Linked DNA regions of Macaca mulatta: regions 2 and 3 are each linked to region 1. Evidence: chromatin contacts called from public Hi-C data. All regions are on one chromosome and are shown on one strand. Each heading gives the region's core, a stretch centred on a gene start, on an enhancer-like site or on the middle of the called end of the contact. The rest is flanking DNA. Distances are from core to core; before and after follow the strand shown.

Evidence for each region. Hi-C and Micro-C count contacts between places; a contact is called where the count stands out from the background.
Region 2: a contact with region 1 is called in a Hi-C map of blood, with 1.8 times the contacts expected there. The contact joins the promoter of BIK here to the promoter of TSPO in region 1. A contact is called at or near these places in 2 of 14 Hi-C or Micro-C datasets (blood and liver).
Region 3: a contact with region 1 is called in a Hi-C map of cortical neurons, with 5 times the contacts expected there. The contact joins the promoter of LOC107000681 here to the promoter of TSPO in region 1. A contact is called at or near these places in 2 of 14 Hi-C or Micro-C datasets (cortical neurons and liver).

The regions. Positions count from the first base shown.
Region 1 is chr10:8,322,537-8,327,361 of T2T-MMU8v2.0, forward strand. TSPO (translocator protein) reads right to left here and starts at 2,820. Exons shown (of 4, transcript NM_001258111.1): 1 at 2,750-2,820. It also overlaps a transcript of TTLL12 not described here.
Region 2 is chr10:8,366,836-8,371,660 of T2T-MMU8v2.0, forward strand. BIK (BCL2 interacting killer) reads right to left here and starts at 2,200. Exons shown (of 5, transcript XM_077949458.1): 1 at 2,099-2,200.
Region 3 is chr10:8,286,328-8,291,152 of T2T-MMU8v2.0, forward strand. It overlaps LOC107000681, which reads right to left and starts at 1,956. Exons shown (of 3, transcript XM_028827626.2): 1 at 1,752-1,956. TTLL12 (tubulin tyrosine ligase like 12) reads left to right here. Exons shown (of 15, transcript XM_077949398.1): 2 at 2,278-2,497. The coding sequence starts at 2,321. LOC144331630 (a long non-coding RNA gene) reads right to left here. Exons shown (of 2, transcript XR_013398940.1): 2 at 2,287-3,886.

The DNA.
Region 1 (4,825 bases), core at 1,570-4,069:
TCAGGGTGTCTTTCTGTTCTTGGAGACCTCTCTATAGGTGACCCAGAAGGCCAGGCACAGTGGCTCACACCTGTAATCTCAGCACTTTGGGAGGCTGAGGCAGGCAGATCACCTCAGGTCAGGAGTTCGAGACCAGCCTGGCTAACATGGTGAAATCCTGTCTCTGCTAAAAATACAAAAATTAGCCAGGTGTGGTGGCGGGCGCCTGTAGTCCCAGCTATTCAGAAGGCTAAGGCAGGAGAATCAACTGAACCCAAGAGGTGGAGGTTGCAGTGAACCGAGATTACGCCCCTGCACTCCAACCTGGGCAACAGAGCGAGACTCCCTCTCAAAAAAAAAAAAGAAAAAAACTGAACAAACAAAAAGCACAACTTAACTAACTAAAAAAAGAAGGCGATCCAGGAACAGAATAAGGAATGTGTCCCTTCTCTGATCCCCACCACCACCCCCAGCTGCACCCAGCTCCCCTGAGCCTTGTCTCTCCAATGAAGCCACCATTGTCCCAGAGACTTGTTTTCAGGCTTTTAAAAAATGACTCATGGCTAATCGTCCTGACTTTGTGTGCGTTTTTCATTACGAAAGTAACCAGTGGAACAGCCCACACGTCTGGAAAAATCCACAGCCAACCTGGCCATCGAGTGGCCTGGCAAAGGGTAGGGTGAGGGTGGGTGTCCAGGGGGAATTGGTTCTGTTAAGAAAGACTCATTTCCTTTCCTTCAAGGTTCGGGGGTTAAACTTTTTTTTTAGTGAAAGATAAAGAAACAGCCTGGCCGACATGGTGAAACCCCGTCTCTACTAAAAGTACAAATATTAGCCAGGCTGAGGCAGGAGAATCACTTCAACTCAGGAGGCAGAGGTTGCAGTGAGCCCAGCTCGAGCCACTGCACTCCAGCCTGGGCAATGGAGCGAGAGACACCGACTCCAAAAATACATATAAATAAAAGTAAAGAAGAAATTAAGAATGACTTCCCTAGTGGTCCAGTGGTTAAAAAGAAAATAAAATAAAAAAGACTACTGTTTTACACAAAGAGAGCATATCCACGCATTGTTTGCCCAATCAAAAGTAAACACAAATAAGCCAGAAACGGTGGCTCACACCTGTAATCCCAGCACTTTGGGAGGCTGAGGTGGGAGGATCGCTTGAGCCCGGGAGTTCTGCAGGAGACTGCAGTGAGCTATGATTGCATCACTGCACTCCAGCCTGCCTACCAGAGTAAGACCCTGTCTCAAACAAAAAAAAAAAAAGAAAAAAAGAAGGAAAAAAAGAGAAAGAAAGAAAAACGAAACAAAACAAAACAGAGATTCAAAACTGAAATACTGAAAAAGCTAAAGGTAAATGTAGGCTCCCTCCCTGTGAGCCCAAGCCCTTCACCCCACCTGGAGAACCTGCTGTGAATATTTTCTGGTAGATCCAGCCAGACATGGTGCCTCACGCCAGGCATAAGTCTGTACAGACGACAGGACACAGCACATGTGTGTGCACACATGCACAGACACACTCCCAGGAAACAAAGTGGCCCTCGGGGCACAGTGGAGGAGGCAGGCTGGGATCAGGCCCTGGCTCCACCACGCCAGCTGCATGACTCTGGACAAAGGCTTCTTTGGTAAGCCTCAGTTTCCCCCAGTTTCCAGCACTCCCCTGGGAGCCCAGGATTCCCGCGGAGCCTCCCTATGGGGCTGCCAGCAGCCAGGTGGAGACTCAGGGGCCGCCTTCCCCTGCTGGGCTGAGGCTGGCTCTCCTGCCCTTGCTACACAGCCCCTTTCACCGCCAGTGGAAACCTGCCTCACGCTGCCCTGTCTCGGGCCCCACCGACTCCACAGAGACGCCGGGCCTCGCCCACGTTCTGGCAGCAGGCCTTCATGGGCAGGGCTTGCTGTGTGCCAGGCGAGCTGGGCGACTGCTTCCTGTACACCACCTCCCCTAATATCCTCGCCCTGCCTGAGTCCATTCTGGGACAGCCTCAAGTCCTGTCTCTCCTGCCATCCAGCCCAGGGCACACTGCTGGTATTCCGTAGCGCCGGCCCCTGGCAGGCTGGCCAGAGGGGCTCCAGGCCCACGCCAGGCCATGGCCTCTGGAAGCTGCCCTGGCCAGCAGTGTGTTCACAGCAGGAAGCCCCCGCTTCTCCCACCTGGGCTCCGTCTTCTTTGCAAGGGGCAGGGGAAGCAGACAGGTCCCAGAGGCTGCTCGGCTCAGAGTAAGTCCCGTCTAGGCTGCAGCGCACCTGAGCCCCGCACTGGGAATTGAGGGCCGGGGGGCCTCTAACCGGCTTTGGGCAAAAAAAACTTCCCCGATCTGGGCTGTTCTCCTCCACTATGAAACGGGGTGTCTTGGGGGATCAGGATCCTGCCTGAGGTCTCCCAGACATTCTGAGACCCTGAAGGGAGCTCCGCCTGGGATTGCCCATCCGCGGAATGGGCGGGAGAGGGAGCATCGGCCTCTCCTGCGACCGCGCTTCCTGCAGGAGAAGCAGGGGCAGGGCGTGGCGGAGTTGCCCAAGTTTCCCCTCCCGAACCCCCAGTCGGAGGCGGCCCGCGCAGGAACCCCGGCCGCGGAGGTCCAGACCTGGCTGCCCGCCGCCTCCGCCCCTGACCCGATAGCCGAGCCCCAAGTGCTGCCCCGGGCCGCCCCCTCGGGTGTCCAGTCCTCGGCTCCGGCCTCAGTTTCCCTCTGTCCCGCGGCGCTGTCAGAGTCGCAGCCGTGCGGGCCCCCATTTCCCGCTGCCCCCTCCGCGTCCCGTTCTCACTCACCAGCGGCGAGGGCACGCTCCGGGAAGGGCACTGCCTGGCAGGAGTTAGCCAGACCGCTGTGCCCGCATCCGCCCCGCCCCTCTCAGCCGCCCGGCCCCGCCCCGCCACCAGGCCCCGCCCGTCAATCCACCGCCCGGCCCCGCCCCACTACCCGGCCGAGCCCCGCCCCGCTCCGCCCCGCCCCGCCTGGCAGCCCGGGCCCTGGACCCACTGGCATCCCCGCGGGACCGGGAGCTCACTCCTCAAACCCACCTCTCCCGCGGGACGCGCTTCTGCCTCCCCCCGGCCGCGAGCGAGTCTCTCGGCTCCTTCTCCTCCCCACGGTGACCGGTGATGGCCGCCCGGCCAGACCCAGCACCTAAAACGTTGCCGTGTGTCCGCCGGCGGGTCGCTTGTGGTTTCTTCTAGTCTCATTTTCCCATCTATAAAATGCGGCAACAAGACCGATCTCCGAGTGGGGGATTGCCTTTCCTGAGGGCAAGGCCCTGAGCGTCCTCCTGCTCAGCAGCCTTGGCCCCATTTCCGGAGCACCCCAGTTCCTTGAGCTGTTGATCCAGGGCACGGAGACTGCGCGCTGCACTCTTAGTCCTGGCCCGACCACTTTCTGACTGGTTATCTGGGTCTCCATCTCCTCATCTGTAAAATGGGCACAAACTCGTGGGACTGATGAAGCCACAAGGCGGTGATGCAGGCAGGACACCCCTCAGATGCTCGGCGCTCAGTGAGGGGAGAGGCTGCCATCATCACAGTCCAGAGGTGGCCTCCAGCTGCCCAGGTCCACTCCCATGCAGGGCGTGTCAAGCCCCAGGCCCTTGGCACTGTGGCTGTCTTGCTGCAGCCCAAGGCTGTCCCAGCTCCCTCCGGCCAACTCAGACTGGCAACACCCCTCAGCCTGCACCAGCCACATTGGGCCAAACTGATCCTGCAGGGGCCAAGGAGAACAGTGGCTACTTCTACCCAGACACAGAGGCTGGGAGCCTCCTTCCAGCCAGGCTGTACTATGGCTTTCCTAGGACCTGGCATTGTTGCCTTTGTAAGCCTCTTCCTCTATTAAAAGACAAACATATATAATCTATTTTTGACTGTGTTGGCCTAAAGACAAGGATAACCCAGGCTTGGTTCCATTCATCATTCATCTTTTTCTTCTGGGTTTCTTTTCCTTCCTTCCTTCCTTCCTTCCTTCCTTCCTTCCTTCCTTCCTTCCTTCCTTCCTTCCTTCCTCTCTCCCTCCCTCCCTCCCTCCCTCCTTCCTTTCTTTCTTTTTTTTTTGAGACGGAGTTTCGCTCTTGTCTCCCAGGCTAGAGTGCAATGGCACAATTCCGGCTCACTGCGACTTCTGCCTCCTGGGTTCAAGTGATTTTCTCCTCCCTCAACCTCCCAGCAGCTGGGATTACAGGCACCTGCCACCACGCCCGGCTAATTTTTGTATTTTTAGTAGAGATGGGGTTTCACCATGTTGGCCAGGCTGGTCTTGAACTCCTGACCTGAGGTGATCTACCCGCCTCAGCCTCCTAAAGTGCTGGGATTACAGGTGTGAGCCACCGCTCCCTGCCGCTTTTACTTTTAAAAAATTCCTTCTGGCCAGGCGCGGTGGCTCACGCCTGTAATCCCAGCACTTTGGGAGGCCGAGGTGGGTGGATCACTAGGTCAGGAGTTCAAGACCAGCCTGGCCAACATGGTGAAACACTATCTCTACTAAAAATACAAAAATTAGCCGGGCATGGTGGTGTGTGCCTGTAATCCCAGACACTTGGGAGGCTAAGGCAGGAGAATCTCTTGAACTCAGAAGGTGGAGGCTGCAGTGAGCCGAGACGGCACCACTGCACTCCAGCCTGGTGACACAGCGAGACTCCATCTCAAAAAAAAAAAAAAAAATCCTTCTTAGCCGGGCATGGTGGCTTACGCCTGTAATCCCAGCACTTTGGGAGGCCAAGGTGGGTGGATCACCTGAGGTCAGGAGTTCTCGACCAGCCTGACCAACATGGTGAAACCCTGTCTCTACTAAAAATACAAAAATTAGCTGGGTGTGGTGGCAGGCGCCTGTAATCCCAGCTACTCAGGAGGCTGAGGCAGGAG
Region 2 (4,825 bases), core at 950-3,449, 44 kb after region 1:
CAGATGTCAGCCACCATGCCCAGCCTAATGCTCCTTTTTTTGAGACAGGGTCTCACTCTGTCTCCCCGGCTAGAGTGCAGTGGTGTGATCAGGGCTCACTGCAGCCTTAACCCCTCCAAGCTCAGGTAGTCCTCTGAACTCAGCCTCCTGGGTAGCTAGGAACAGAGGCACATGCCACCATGCCCAGTTAATTTTTTGCTTTTTTTGGTAGAGACAGGGTTTCACCATGTTACCCAGTCTGGTCTCAATCTACTGAGCTCAAGCAATCCTCCTGCCTCAGCCTCCCAAAGTGCTAGGATTACAGGCACGTGTCAAATGTGTGAGAATTTTAGTCTTAATATCCTTAAGACAATAATGATAATAATAATAATAGTAATAATAATAAAAGGGCCGGGCATGGGGCCACATCTGTAATCCCAGCACTTTGGGAGGCTGAGGCGGGTGGATCGCCTGAGGTCAGGAGGAGTTCGAGACTACCTTGGCCAACATGGTGAAATCCCGTCTCTACTAAAAATACAAAAAATTAGCTGGGTGTCGTGGTGGGCGCCTGTAATCCCAGCTACTAGGGAGGCTAAGGCAGGAGAATGGCTTGAACCCAGGAAGTGGAGGTTGCAGTGAGCCGAGATCACGCCCCTGCACTCCAGCCTGGGCAACAAAAGCAAAGCTCTTGTTTCAAAAAACAAAACAAAACAAAACAAAAAAACACCCAGACTGTGCCATTTCTGAGAACTTATTCCAAAGACATGCCCAAATTAAGTAGAAATCAGGGTAAGTCTTAACTACACGGAGGCTACTAACTTGAGTCGGGCTTTCTTCATCTGGGCAGAAACCTCAGAAATACATTTTGCAGAATGAACAGAAGGAACTGAGGTTCAGAGAGATGGAATAGCCCTTCGGAGGCCACAGGGCTGGAGAGTGTAAAGAGGTTTTGGCTTGGGTTCCATAAAGGGTCCTTGGCTTCCAGCTAGACAACCCTGGCATTTCTGTGCCTCCTGTGACTGAAATCTCTTGTTTCTCCACCTGGATAACGAGGCCTCCTGCTCCCAAGGACGGACAGATGTTAATAACTTCCCGGCGCTAGTGCCCACCAGACTCTGCCCCTCCTAATGTGGGGACATGAGGCAGACACCAACCTCCCTGGGAAGCTCGGGCTCCCAGGCCACAGTAAACACTGCGTTAAAACAGCAACAAAAATGTTACAGTAGTAAGAGCAACAACAACATCAACAACCACGTCCTACCCCACGAGTGGCTCATTCTGTAAAACTGACAATGAAGGGGCTTGAAAGCGATCGCATTTAGGAGGCCAGAGCCCAGACGACGACCAGCTCCGAACCCCACAAGCCTTGTCGTGACCGCGCCCCGCAGGCGGGGGGACCCCTCTCGGGTCACCCGCAGGGGCGCACCCCCAATTTACCTAACAAGGTCGCACGCCCCAGCCGGGCTCTAGTCCCCGCGACCAGTCCGGGGCGCACCTGTGCAGGGCGCATGGGCAGGTGTGGGCGGGCGGCTGCGCGCCGCTCCGGGTGCACGTTCCTGTTCCGGACTTTCTGGGCGTCCCGTTACGAAGCATTTCCTCGGCCCTTAGGTGCACAGCGCCTCTGGGAGCCGGTCCCAGCAGCACCGGGCACGACGCCATCTTCCCTCTTTTAAGGGCACCGGGGCTGTGCGGCAGCGGCCGTGGGCTGGCGGTGCCGCGCTGCGCTCTGGCCGGGTCCGCACGACCCCAGAGGTCGGAGTCCGGTGCCCGGAAGCCGCCCTCGAGGATGGTGCGAGGGCGATGGAGCGTCCGGCCATAGCGGTGAGACGCAGAGGAACCACCCCATTGCACAGGCGCGGAGACTGAGGCCCGCAGGGGCCGCGCCTGGCACGATCGGCCGTCGGGGACCTGGAGCCCTGGGCAGAAAGGGGATGTTTCGGAGCCGGAGTCCCGAGACGTCGCCCCACAAGGGACTCGCCAGCGACTTGCTGGGGCGGAAAAACCTGGGCACGGGTCCCCACACTTCCAGCCGCTCGGCACCCGGGCCGCGGCCTGGGCGCTAACCGCCGGGCTCGAGCTGGGTGGAGCGGCGGGCGGCAGCAGGGTCAGGGGCACTCACCTGGCGGCGGCGATGCTGGCAGCGTCTGTGAGCCACCGGAGAAGCTTCGTGTCTACTGCCCGGCTGCCGGCGCGGGACCTAATAGGTCCGGGCGCCCCGCCCCTCCCGCCCCGCCCGGGTCCCGCCCCGCCCCGGGAGCGGCCTCTCGCACCCCGAGCGCGGAATCCCGGACTGGGGTCTGAATGGCATTGGCAACAGAACCGCTACAAGTGCAGCCGGTTGGCTTGTTTACAGCCTCTCTGCCCCCTGCGGTTCTGCAAGCTTGTTTTGTCCCGTGCGTCGCTGTTTCCCCTGCGCCCAGCACGGGCTTGCAGTCGAGATCGATCCATTGACAGAATCTGGGTGTATAATCCAAGCCCTTTACACAGATGGCCTCCCTTCGAGCTCAAAGTACTCCTCGGTGCTTTTTTTCACGATCATTTTACCCACCGAGGCTCCAAGAGGACGAAATGACTTGCTAAATGACAGCGTGAAGCCAGCGTTCAAAAACGTGCTCCTTAGGCTGGCAGCTTCGGGACTTAGGTGTTTTTAAGCCTATTTCACGAATATGAAAACCGAGGTTCACACTTGGGTAGCAGCAGCATCCAGTGCTCCATACCCGAAGCCAGGGGGACTGCCCCTCCACTGCCGCCCGTCCGCAGCCTTCCAGCTGCAGCACCCACCCCCTGCCTTCCCCCTCCCGTCGGGGCTCCGGGTCCGCGAGAGGCAGGTCGGAACGGGAGGGATTGGGGGCAGGGGGCCCACGTGCAGACCTGGTGAGAAGGACCCCAAAGCCCCCGCGAGGGACAGAGAAATCAGGAAGGTTCCAGGCGGGGTGGGCTGGTGGCAGCCTGCCCCGCGGGGATGAGTAGTGCCTAACAGCGGCACTGGGGTATATTGGGGGTGGGAGAAGGCAGAGCGCTCTTGGAATAACAAAGTAACAATTGTCCTGCGCACAGCAAAGCTTGTTTACCTCTGTCTTGATCCCCTCAGAGATTAGGGGAGGGGCAAGGGAGGGGCATGGGAGGGGCAAGGGAGGGGCAGGGGAGGGGCAGGGGCTCCCCTCCCCCAGCTCTGTCGTTTGCTACCTGTTGGGTACCCTCACTCTGTTCTTCCCACCTGTAGGGTAATTACTTCCCCCTCAGTGTTCTCATCTGTGAAATGGACAACAGCACCTACCAAGAGCTGGGCTGTTGGGAGGACCAGAGGAGGTAAAGCCTGATAAAGTCTTCAGAGCCCCTCCCTCCTTCTGGGCCTTGGACCTTCTTTGCTTTTGTAGTTTGTTGTTGTTGTTGTTGTTGTTGTTGGTTGGTTTGTTTTTTGAGATGGAATATCACCCTGTTGCCCAGGCTGGAGTGCAGTAGCACAATCTCGGCTCACTGCAACCTCCTAACTTTCCTCCGTCTCCCAGGTTCAAGCAATCCTCCTGCCTTAACACCCCCTAGCAGCTGGGATTACAGGCATGAGCCACCATGCCCGGCTAATTTTTGTATTTTTAGTAGAGAAAGGGTTTCGCCATGTTGGCCATGCTGGTCTGGAACTCCTGACCTCGGGTAATCCAACGGCCTTGGCCTCCCAAAGTGCTGGGATTACAGGTGTGAGCCACCACGCCCAGCCCTGTAACAGTCTTTTCTTCTAGGGCCTCCCAACTACATAAACTCCAACCCCTACAAAGCAGCTTGCCCTGACTGTGGCTACAGTCAGAAGTGGGGAACCCTTCATAATGGGGGCTTCCCTCTGAATGCATTTTGCAGATGAAGAAACAGAGACTCAGGGTGGTAAAGCAATGACACGGGGTCTCATGGGTCCAGAAGACCTGATATGAGTGAGATGCTTGCAGAGGGGTCTTGAGACTGGAGGCACAGTGCCAGGCATGTAGGAGATGTTCAGTAAACATTAGTGGAACAGATGGAGAAAGAAGGACCGTTTGGGGACACTTTGGATGATTCAAGGGTGGAGTGGGTGAAAATACAGTACTTATTTACTTTGCAAAATCCCAAGATAATATGCTGATCCATAGGAGGAAGAGATAGCTGGAGGTGGTGGCTCATGCCTATAACCCCAGCACTTTGTGAGGCCAAGGCAGGTGGATCACCTGAGGTCAGGTGTTCAAGACCAGCCTGGCCAACATGACGAAACCCTGTCTCTATTAGAAATTTAAAAACTCGGCCAGGCGCAGTGGCTCGCACCTGTAATCCCAGCGCTTTGGGAGGCCGAGGCAGGCGGATCATCTGAGGTCAGGAGTTCGAGACCTGACCAACATGGAGATCAGGAGTTCGAGACATGACCAACATGCCTAACCAACATGGAGAAACCTTGTCTCTACCAAAAATACAAAAGTAGCTGGGCGTGGTGGCGCACGCCTGTAATCCCAGCTACTAGGGAGGCTGTAGCAGGAGAATCACTTGAACCCGGGAGGCAGAGATTGCCGTGAGCCGAGATTGCGCCATTGCACTCCAGCCTGGGCAACAAGAGTGAAACTCTATCTCAAGGAAAAAAAAAAATTCAAAAATTAGCCAGGCCACTATTCACAATAGCAAAGACTTGGAACCAACCCAAATGTCCATCAATGACAGACTGGATTAAGAAAATGTGGCTCATAGACACCATGGAATACTATGCAGCCATAAAAAAGGATGAGTTCGTGTCCTTTGTAGGGACATGGATGCAGCTGGAAACCATCATTCTCAGCAAACTATCGCAAGAATAGAAAACCAAACACTGCATGTTCTCACTCATAGGTGGGAA
Region 3 (4,825 bases), core at 706-3,205, 37 kb before region 1:
GCACTTTGGGAGGCCAAGGAGGGTAGATCACCTGAGGTCAGGAGTTCAAGGTCAGCCTGGACAACATGGTGAAACCCCGTCTCTACTAAAAATACAAAATTTAGCTGGGCATGGTGGTGCACACCTGTAGTCCCAGCTACTTGGGAGGCTGTGGCAGGAGAATTGCTTGAACCTGCAAGGTGGAGTTCCAGCATGGGCGATAGAGCCAGACTCCATTTCAAAAAAAAATAGGCCAGGCGCGATGGCACACGCCTGTCATCTCAGCACTTTGGGAGGCCGAGGTGTGTGGATCACCTAAGGTCCTAAGGTCAGGAGTTCGAGACCAGCCTGACATGGTGAAACCCCATCTCTACTAAATACAAAAAATTAGCCAGGCATGGTGGCACACACCTGTAGGCCCAGCTACTTGGGAGGCTGAGGCAGGAGAATCACTTGAACCCGGGAGGCAGAGGATGCAGTGAGCCGAGACTGCACCATTGCACTCCATCCAGCCTGGGCAACAGGGGCAAAACTCTGTCTCTAAATAAATAAATAAATAAGAAGGGTGCGGTGGCTCAAGCCTGTAATCCCAGCACTTTGGGAGGCCGAGACGGGCGGATCACGAGGTCAGGAGATCGAGACCATCCTGGCTAACACGGTGAAACCCCGTCTCTACTAAAAAATACAAAAAACTAGCTGGGCGAGGTGGCGGGCGCCTGTAGTCCCAGCTACTCGGGAGGCTGAGGCAGGAGAATGGCGTAAACCTGGGAGGCAGAGCTTGCAGTGAGCTGAGATCCGGCCACTGCACTCCAGCCCGGGCGACAGAGCAAGACTTCCTCTCAAAAATAAATAAATAAATAAATAAATAAATAAATAAATAAATAAATAAAATGCTTTTCTCCGGCCGGGCGCGGTGGCTCACGCCTGTAATCCCAGCACTTTGGGAGGCCGAGGCGGGCGGATCACAAGGTCAGGAGATCGAGACCACGGTGAAACCCCGTCTCTACTAAAAATACAAAAAATTAGCCGGGCGCGGTTGTGGGCGCCTGTAGTCCCAGCTACTCGGGAGGCTGAGGCAGGAGAATGGCGTGAACCCGGGAGGCGGAGCTTGCAGTGAGCCGAGATCGCGCCACTGCACTCCAGCCTGGGCGACAGAGCGAGACTCCGTCTCAAAAAAAAAATAAAAAATAAAAAAATAAAAAATAATAAAATGCTTTTCTCTGCAGCCCTCGCCAACTTGAGTTCGGAAATTTGAGCCTTTGCAGACCCACCTGCTTCCTACAATGGAATTGAACAAGTCTGAACTGGCGCATTTCGTTCAAACTCAGTTCAAACATGTTATCAAAATAGCATCTGAAACTCAAAAAAATTCTCAGCCTTTGTTTTTTTAGCAAATTACAATTCTTACAACATTGCAAACAGGAAGACATTAAAATATATCCCTATGGAGCAATAAAACTCAATGAAAGTTCAAAAGAGAATGTCTTTTGAAAGTCTGTAACTGAACTGTTTTTGTCTTTTAAAGAGGGAGTCTCGCTCTGTTGCGGAGGCTGGACTTGAATTCTTGGGCTCAAGCGATCCTCCCGCCTCAGCCTCCCGAGTAACTGGGACTACAGACGCGGCCACCACCCCCAGTTCAACATCCCGACATGTAGGAGTAAACTCTTCTGACAGGTACACTTGGTCTTAATTGGATCAACTGACATTCTGAATCCAAATATAATTGAGAAGGGCCACGATTTTGCAGCATCCAAATCTGGTGAAGCACTCACAAGAATCGAGAGTTCCTTACTCCCCGGGGGCGGGGACCTGCGAGCCCTGTGTGCCTGGTGCAGGAACAGCAGCGCCGCGTCACCCAGTTCCCCCTTCCGGGCAGTAGGTGGAGCCTCTTCCTGTCCTGACAGCGCCGGACATAGGCACCCCGCCCTCCCGGCATTCCCCTGCGTCGCCGCAGGCTGAGCGAGAAAAGCTCCGCCCCCATCGGGTGCGCGTGCGCACACGGCGGCAGCCAAACCGCAGGCGCCGCCGCAGGCGCGCGCCCCCTCCCTGCAAGCTCGCGCGCTCACGCACGCGCCCCGCTGACGCGCAGGGCCTGCCCGGGGGCCGCGGCGAACAGGGCCGGAGGCGGGCTGGGGGCGGGACGAGGGCGGGGCCGGGAGGGCCGGCAGGAGGGCGGGGCCGAGGGTGGCCGGGAGGAGGGCAGGGCAGGGCAGGGCAGGGCGGGGTAGGGGGCGGTGGGGAGGAGGGCGGGGCCTGGGGGGGCGGTGCTGGCGGCCGGGGGCGCAGAAGCGGGAGGGCAGGGCCGGCGGGCGGCGCTGGAGTCGGCGCGGGTGTAGGCGCCATGGAGGCCGAGCGGCGTCCGGAGCGCCCGCCTGCGGAGCGTAGCAGCCCGGGCCAGACGCCGGAGGAGGGCGCGGAGGCCTTGGCGGAGTTCGCGGCGCTGCACGGCCCGGCGCTGCGCGCTTCGGGAGTCCCCGAACGTTACTGGGGCCGCCTCCTGCACAAGCTGGAGCACGAGGTGCGGGGAAGGGCGGCGGGCACGTGCGGCTGCCGGGGTGGGAGCGCGGCGGGAGCCCGCGGCGCGGGGCAGGAAAGGGCGCTCTTGGGCGGCGGGAGCCGCGCTGAGCCACCCCGACCGCGTTCTGGGCAGTTCTGGAGCGGCGTGGAGTTGGGGGCCGAGGAGTGACAGCAGGAGACCAGGGTACCTGCGGCCCTGATCTGCCTGGGCCCGAGGCCGGCCGAGGGCTGCGGTGGAAACTTTAGGTCCTCCACACACGCGAGCCTCACAAACCCCTTTGAGGAGTGAAACTCATCTCTCCCACTTCACAGATGAGAACACTGCGGCTCCGAGGGTCCCTTCAGAGGGATTCTTTCAGCCGCTGCCTCACAGGGACAACGGGAACCCCGTGAATTTGTGTGACTGTAAGTGTTGGGTTCACCGAATTCAGTGTTTTTTCATTTTATTTGAGCCTCGGGTTCCCCTCATCTTGCAGGTTAAAGAAAACAGGCTGTGAGAGGTGGAGGAGAAATCTAAAGAAAAATGGAAAAGGTCGAGAAGCCTCTAGGTTCTCTCCCTTTTTGTGAGGACGGCCCATCCTGCTCACCTGCCTCCTCCACTCCAAAGCGTTTCCCAGTGTCCTGGCTGGGGATGAGCCCTGGATTTTGATTGCGTACCCAGGGGCTGAAGCCACAGCGCCTTCCCGGGCTGGCTGGGGGGTCTTTTCTTTAGCTGGGACCCGGCATCTCCTCCAGGTGCCGCCTCCCCGACTGAGATGAGCCAAGTGGCGCAAGTGATGAAGTGGAACCCCAGAGCCAAGAACAGGGACCCGGGCCGGGAGCTAGGAGTCCCTGAGCCTGGCTGCTGGCCAGACCCTACGGTCTCTGAGCCAGTTTTTCTCTGTGTAATCCTGGTTGGACTAGGAACCTTCCTGCGGGAAACGTACAGCGAGTGGCACCTCCTTATGCTACAGTGTCACAGAGAGTTTCCTCTGCCCCTCACTTCTGCCATATGCTTTCCGAGGCCCACTCTGGTCCCAGGCCTGTGCTGGGTGGAAGGGACCCTGGTTTGTTCGTGAGGACAAAAGATTTCCCATGTGCTGTGTGAAAGGAGCACGGTGGGAATGACCAGCTCCTGCCCAGCCAGCTTCCACGGCAGCACGCCCTCCCTCGGGCAGTCACTCGCCCATCTGAGTCCTGTTCTCCATCCGGGAAGGGGATGGTGAGACTCCAGCTGGCTCCCACAGTATTGGAGGGATGGGAGGTGGCATGAGAAATATGCCCGGCACACAGGATGGTCGCCACCGCATCGCGTCCCCTGCCCAGGCTGCCCTGCCTGCTGTTGCCCTACTAAGGGGCAGCAAGTGTTTTTACGTGACCCTCCCCAGCCATTAAGGGCAGAGCTGAGTCACTGCTTTACCAGACACAAACTTGCAGCTCTTCCGAGGGAAGCCTCCCGCTGCTGCTGGCCCAGGTGTGGGGGAGGCCGCCAGAAGCAGCAGCACCACCTGCCAGTGCCGTGGGCCCTTCCAGCCCTGGCCATCAGCCCTCCTGCCTCACCTTAGGCTGGCTGCCCTGGAAAGGATGGGGAAGATTTTTTTTTTTTTTTTGAGACGGAGTCTGCTCTGCCACCCAGGCTGGAGTGCAGTGGAGTGGTCTCGGCTCACTGCAAGCTCCGCCTCCCAGGTTCAAACGATTGTCCTGCCTCAACCTTACCTAAGTAGCTGGGATTACAGGCGTGCACCACCACACCTAGCTAGTTTTTGTATTTTTAATAGAGATGGGGTTTCACCATGTTGGTCAGGCTGGTCTCGAACTCCTGACCTCATGATCTGCCCTCCTCGGCCTCCCAAAGTGTTGGGATTACAGGTGTGAGGCACTGCGCCCGGCCGAAGAGATATTTTTAAAATGTCTACTCTTCTGTCTGCACAAGAAACCACCCCCCTTATCTCCTGGGGAGCTCTTCCAGTCCTGCCACGAAGGGGTTGTGGTTACCCCCATTTCACAGCTGGGTTGAAGCCAAGGCAGGCTTGAGGCAGGCTCTCTCCCTCAGCCTCAGACTGTCCCCTGGGGATTTGGGCTACTGGGGCGGAAGCCTGAGGTCTGGATTCCAGCCCTCTGAGCTTCCCCCCAGTCCTAAACTGGAGAAGGCAGTAGCCTCCCCGGACCCACCTTGAGGACTCAAGGAGAACTGGACGCCCCTTGTCTCAGGTGCCTTGTCTCTCACGTGACCCCTGGTTTGCTCCACCCTGGACTATCTGCCTCCAGGCCTTCGCTCTTACTCTTCCCTCTGCCTGGAGTTCCTTTCCATCCTCACCCTGTAGCCTCATGTTTAAATCTTCCCTCTGGT